2 separate regions of the Mus musculus genome follow, and region 1 is linked to region 2. The links are chromatin contacts, called in public Hi-C maps. All regions are on one chromosome and are shown on one strand. Each heading gives the region's core, a stretch centred on a gene start, on an enhancer-like site or on the middle of the called end of the contact. The rest is flanking DNA. Distances are from core to core; before and after follow the strand shown. Region 1 has its middle 39 kb from the start of Vrk1. Region 2 overlaps Ak7 (adenylate kinase 7).

The links. A called contact is a pair of places that touch in the nucleus more often than the background predicts.
Region 1: a contact with region 2 is called in a Hi-C map of pre-megakaryocyte-erythroid progenitors, with 5 times the contacts expected there. The contact joins two enhancer-like sites. A contact is called at or near these places in 4 of 484 Hi-C or Micro-C datasets (the HL-1 cell line, embryonic stem cells, liver and 1 more).

What each region holds. Positions count from the first base shown.
Region 1 is chr12:105,970,084-105,972,783 of GRCm38.p6, forward strand. No RefSeq gene overlaps it. Among named protein-coding and RNA genes, the nearest start is that of Vrk1, 39 kb to the right of the region's middle. RefSeq lists an enhancer at 2,603-2,700. Within about 2 kb of position 1,313, at least 48 of the 459 cell types and tissues checked have an H3K27ac peak or open chromatin away from gene starts, as enhancers often do. A contact at or near this core is called in pre-megakaryocyte-erythroid progenitors, where this site is marked.
Region 2 is chr12:105,723,502-105,726,201 of GRCm38.p6, forward strand. Ak7 (adenylate kinase 7) reads left to right here. Exons shown (of 18, transcript NM_030187.1): 5 at 2,686-2,700. Among named protein-coding and RNA genes, the nearest start is that of Ak7, 19 kb to the left of the region's middle. Within about 2 kb of position 1,355, at least 9 of the 459 cell types and tissues checked have an H3K27ac peak or open chromatin away from gene starts, as enhancers often do. A contact at or near this core is called in pre-megakaryocyte-erythroid progenitors, where this site is marked.

The DNA of each region.
Region 1 (2,700 bases), core at 63-2,562, 250 kb after region 2:
TTTACATGGGTGCTGGGTTTCAAACTCAGGTCCTCATACTCCTCATGCTCTCAAGGCAGGCTCTCTACTGACTAAGCCATCTTGGCATCTCTTTAATGGGTGTTGTTGTTGTTGTTGGTATTAGTTAGGATTTTACTGCTGTAAACAAACACCATGATCAAGGCAACTCTTTTTTTTTTCTTCTTCTTTTTTGGTTTTTCGAGACAGGGTTTCTCTGTGTAGCCCTGGCTGTCCTGGAACTCACTCTGTAGACCAGGCTGGCCTCTAACTCAGAAATCCGCCTGCCTCTGCCTCTGCCTCTGCCTCTGCCTCCCGAGTGCTGGGATTAAAGGCAACTCTTATAAGGACAACATTTAGCTGGGGCTGGCTTACAGGTTTAGAAGTTCAGTCCATTGTCATCAATGTGGGAACATGGTGGCATCCAGGCAGACATGGTGCAGAAGAAGCTGAGAGTTCTACATCTTCATCTGAAGGCTGTTAGCAGAATACTAGCTTCCAGGCAGCTAGGATGAGGGTCTTTAAGCCCCCACCCACAGTGACACACCTGCTCCAACAAGGCCACACCCACTCCAACAGGGCCACACCTCCTAAAAGTGCTACTCCCTGGGCAGAGCATACACAGACCACTATGCTTGTCCTAAACTATCCCTGGTTGTAGAACCTGCCTTTGGGGCTGAGGACAGTGGCAGGGAGCGGGGAGTCCACAGCTTGGAGTATCTTCTCTTCTCAAATGTTATTGTCTCTTTGGGAAAGGGTCTCCCCAACCCGATGTGAGTAGTAGGATGTCCGATGACAGATCACCTTCTGTAGGAAGCCATGCCAGCCTATAACAGGCCGTGCATTTCTCCTACTCTCTGCCAATCTGTGTGCCTTCTGGTTGACAATTGCCTATCTTTGTCACGCCTTTTATCTTGTAGTTTTAACATTTATTGATGCAATTATTCAATGTTTACTTTTTTATTAAGCATATGGATCAAATTTTGATCACTTCTCACAGCAATTAATCCTACTATAAGACTTTTTTTTTTTTTTAAATCGGCTTCTTCCATTTAAATGACACCGTGTGAGCCTCTGCTGGCTCCCTGACAGAACAGTATCATTTAAATAACGCACCACCATAATACACCACCGCCAAACAAGTTTGGGAGATGTTGCCTGGAGTTCCAGCTTACTGCGTGTGACCCCTGGGGGCAGGAGAGCCACAGCCAGCCCGCTTGGATGCACAGCCACCCTTTCCGTGAGACCTTGCAAGCTGTGGTGGGATGTGGTTTTGTTTTGAGTGTTACCAGGGTGAAGAGGAAGCAGCCACTGGCTAGAAGCTCTTTGTGAAGCGGTTTGGGTGGAGATGCCATAAACCCCAGAGCTCTGGAGCTCTCTGGAGCTCTCCACACTTCCCCTCAGCTGTGCCTACAGAGGCCGGGCTGGGGGCAGGTGAGATAGAAGGAAAATGAATCTCCATTTTTCCTTTTCTGTCTCAATTTCCTCTTTCCCCATTAAGCTCCGCACCTCATTATACCACCATCAGTGTCCCTGTATTCTAGTGGACCTTCAGAGGGGTCAGCACATGTGACAATACACACTTGGACTCCCAGAGTCTTCAGTGCCCCCCCCCCCCTTCTAGCAGCCCCTTCTCGAGGGGTCAGCACATGTGTCAATACACACTTGGACTCCCAGAGTCTTCAATGCCCCCTCCCTTCTAGCAGCCCCTTCTCGAGGGGTCAGCACATGTGTCAATACACACTTGGGCTTTGCACCAAGATATTTTCTATCCTTCAGTTCTTTAACCAGCAGAGAAAAATCCTGCCTGCCCTAGAACCACTACTTAATGTCCCATGAGCTACAGAAAGTCCCACAACTGGGACAAAAGTCCCAGGGAAGCAGAAGGGATAAATATTCTGCCCTCCTGGGGCCTGCGATGGTTCCTCTGCATTGTTAACTTTATGGGATTCAGAGTCACCATGGAAATACAACTATGTGTGTGCCCATGAGGGCATTTCCAGGGAGGTGTAACTAAGAAGGGAAGACAGGGCAAGGTGAGCCCATGGGCTCCTGCCTTAGACTACTTAAAAAGGAGAAAGCAAGCTGAACACCACCAGCCTGAGGGTGGACACAATGTAACCAGCTGCTTCAAGGGCCTATCACCACGGCTTCCTGCTGTGATGGAATGTGCACCCACAGACTGTGAGCCAGAACACAGCATGGACCATGTGCCCTCAGACTGTGAGCCAGAACAAACCCTTTTCTTCATTAACTTGCTTCTGTCAAGTATTTTGTCACAGCAACATAGAAGAAAACCGAGAGGGCCTAGGAAAGTTCTTGGTGCTCAAGGGCATGATGGCTTTGTCCCTGAGTAGTATCTGGTGAGTTTATGTAACCTGAGCTCGTGTACATCTGAGCTGGAGTGTGTGCATGAGGAAGTGATCTCATCTCGAAACAGGAAGCCGGAGAGTAAGTCAAGGATCAAACTCAGGCTTCTGTAACAATCGGCTCATATCTCTCGAGAGGATCCTTATTCCCTTCCAAGACTTCCTATGACATAAGAATCTTACTCGACTCCATCGGTTAAAGAAACGAATGCCTCATATCACCACAGTGGGGACCAAGCTTCCAAGATGTGAGCCCTGAAGACACATCACATCCAGAATGCAGCACAAAGGAAATACCTAATCATTTGATTGTTATGTCACGGAGTGGCAGATG
Region 2 (2,700 bases), core at 105-2,604:
TTTTTTTTTCCATTTTATAACTCACTTCAATTCCAGGGCCAGCGGAGGAGCCTGGGACAGGATCTCATCTTCTTGACTACAGCCTGTACTTTCAAGTCAAGAGCATGCCTGTGAGAACTGCTCCTCTTTTATTTATTTATTTATTTATTTATTTATTTATTTATTTATTTTATGTATGAGTACACTGTTGCTGCCTTTAGACACACCAGAAGAGGGCATCAGATCCCATTACAGATGGTTGTGCGCCACGGTGTGGTTGCTGGGAATTGAACTCAGGACCTTTGGAAGAGCAGTCAGTGTCCTTAACCACTGAGCCATCTCGCCAGCCCAAGAATCTCTCTGCTTAACTGAGCAAATGTGCAGGTATGGTACTGGCATAAATACTGTCGTTTGTGGGCTAGGGAGATGACCCAGCTGTTAAAGTATTTAGACAGCAGAAAATACCCACCCGTACATGTGCACCTGCCAACCAACACACACACACACACACACACACACACACACACAAACACACAGAGGCATGCATAAAAAAGGGAAAATCCACTCTGGCATTCATGTTTACATGCCACACCCTTCTTGCATTGTTAATCTTTTGATTTACTTTTGATTTTTCCAGATATGGTTTCTTTGTGTGGTCCTGGCTGTCCTGGAACTTACCCTATAGACCAGGCTGGCCTTGAACTCAAAGATCCACTAACCTCTGCCTCCCAAGGGCTGGGATTGCTATCACCATGCCTGATAATTTTTTTTTAAGTTCCTGAATGCCTTTGACCATGGGTAAATTTCACCCTTTACTGATTATACTATAAATGTATTGGTTTTTTTTTTTTTCCCCATGGCTTGAGATCAGGTCTCACTTTATAGCCCTTACTAGCCTGGAACTCAAAAGACCTGCCTACCTCTGCCCCCTGAGTGCTGAGAGGAGAGCGTGGGCACCACTCCCTGCCCATGTCTCTGATAATAATCCACTTCTTGTCTTGAATTAATGCCTTTCTCAGTGTACAGTCACAGTGTTATATCCAAGACTCAGGGACCCCAAAGACCACCGAGGAGCCAGTGCCGATGCACACACACAAGGGTCTTTACTACAAGCTTGGGAGCAAGAACTCTCACCCATCACCATAGCAGGGGGTCAGTCGTGAGAGCCTTGAGTCTAGGGGTACAGGGTATTTATTGTGGTTACAGCAAGCTTGGGAAATTTCCATACAGGTCAGCAAGTTAATATTTTAACAACTGCATTTCTGGAGTAATCTGCAGGAACCAAACATGGGGGCAAAACCACCTGACAATCAGGATGGCTAGGCTATCTATTTGCTGCAGGATGTCTTAGGTTATCTACATGTATGTTGGCCCTGCTGTTGTAGCCTGTCTGGTTATTGCTATGAGGGGTTGTCATAGGATGCTTGCTCTTGGGGACTTTGTGCACTCTCAAAAACAAGGTTGTTGGGCTTTTCCCCAGCCCAGTTTAGAGGTTTCACACACTCTGGTTACTGCAGTCACAGAAGGAAGAGGTCTAGGGCTCCCAGGAGCCAGATCTATAAATATAAATTCAAAGCAGGTGGTTTTACATATGTTAGTATAAAATGGCCATGGTATCCCATGTCTGTAATCCCAGGACAGAGGAGGTGGAGGTGTTAAACCTGAAAATGGCAAGGAGAAAAACCAAATCCATGACTGTCCAATTAAAGCAAGCTTTATAAAATACTGGCCAGGCTCATACCTGGGACCCCACCCCCACCCACCCCCCTGAGAATGGTGCTGAATTATTTTAGTCAGGCATTCATAAAGGCTGAAGCCACAGGCTATAGTACTTCCTGCCACCATCCATCAGGGAAAAGCATGCATCCTGCCTATTATGAGATCAAGTAGGCTCAGCGGTTAAGAGCACTGTCTGATCTTCTGAAGGTCCTGAGTTCAAATCCCAGCAACCACATGGTTGGCTCACAACCATCTGTAATGAGATCTGACACCCTCTTCTGGTATGTCTGAAGACAGCTACAGTGTACTTACGTATAATAAATACATAAATCGGGGGCTGGAGAGATGGCTCAGTGGTTAAGAGCACCGACTGCTCTTCTGAAGGTCCTGAGTTCAAATCCCAGCAACCACATGGTGGCTCACAACCATCCGTAATGAGATCTGATGCTCTCTTCTGGTGCATCTGAAGACAGCTACAGTGTACTTAGATAAAATAATAAAAAAAATCTTTAAAAAAATACATAAATCTTTAGGTGGGGGTGGAGGGTGGGGTGTGGTTGAGATCGAGTGCATCCTGTGCAGCTGGGACAACCAACCTTGTTTGGCGGAGTGAAAACACCTGACTTGCTATTTTCCATGACCAGCAGCCCCCAGCATTCCAGGATGTTGCGGGTCCTTGGGCACGCGGGGCTTACAGGTTACTCACACTATGTGATTCAGTCAGGGTTGCACGTGTCCGTGGGGTACGTTTGGATGAGATATGCAGTGTCCTTGTTATGTCCATCACTGGGAATATCTGTCGCTTCCTTATGTGGGCACTGTTGGAGATTCTCTGAGCCAGCTCTCTGGAGATGCGGGCTTCATTCTTGGGAAGCAGAGAGCATTACACTTCCATTGAGCCAGAAGGAGCGCCTCCGTGAGCAGGGCGTCCTCCCCTGGCTCTGGGGCACTCGCCTTGCACCGCCTTGCACCTTGTGTCTCCCTTAGGACGACAACGAGGTT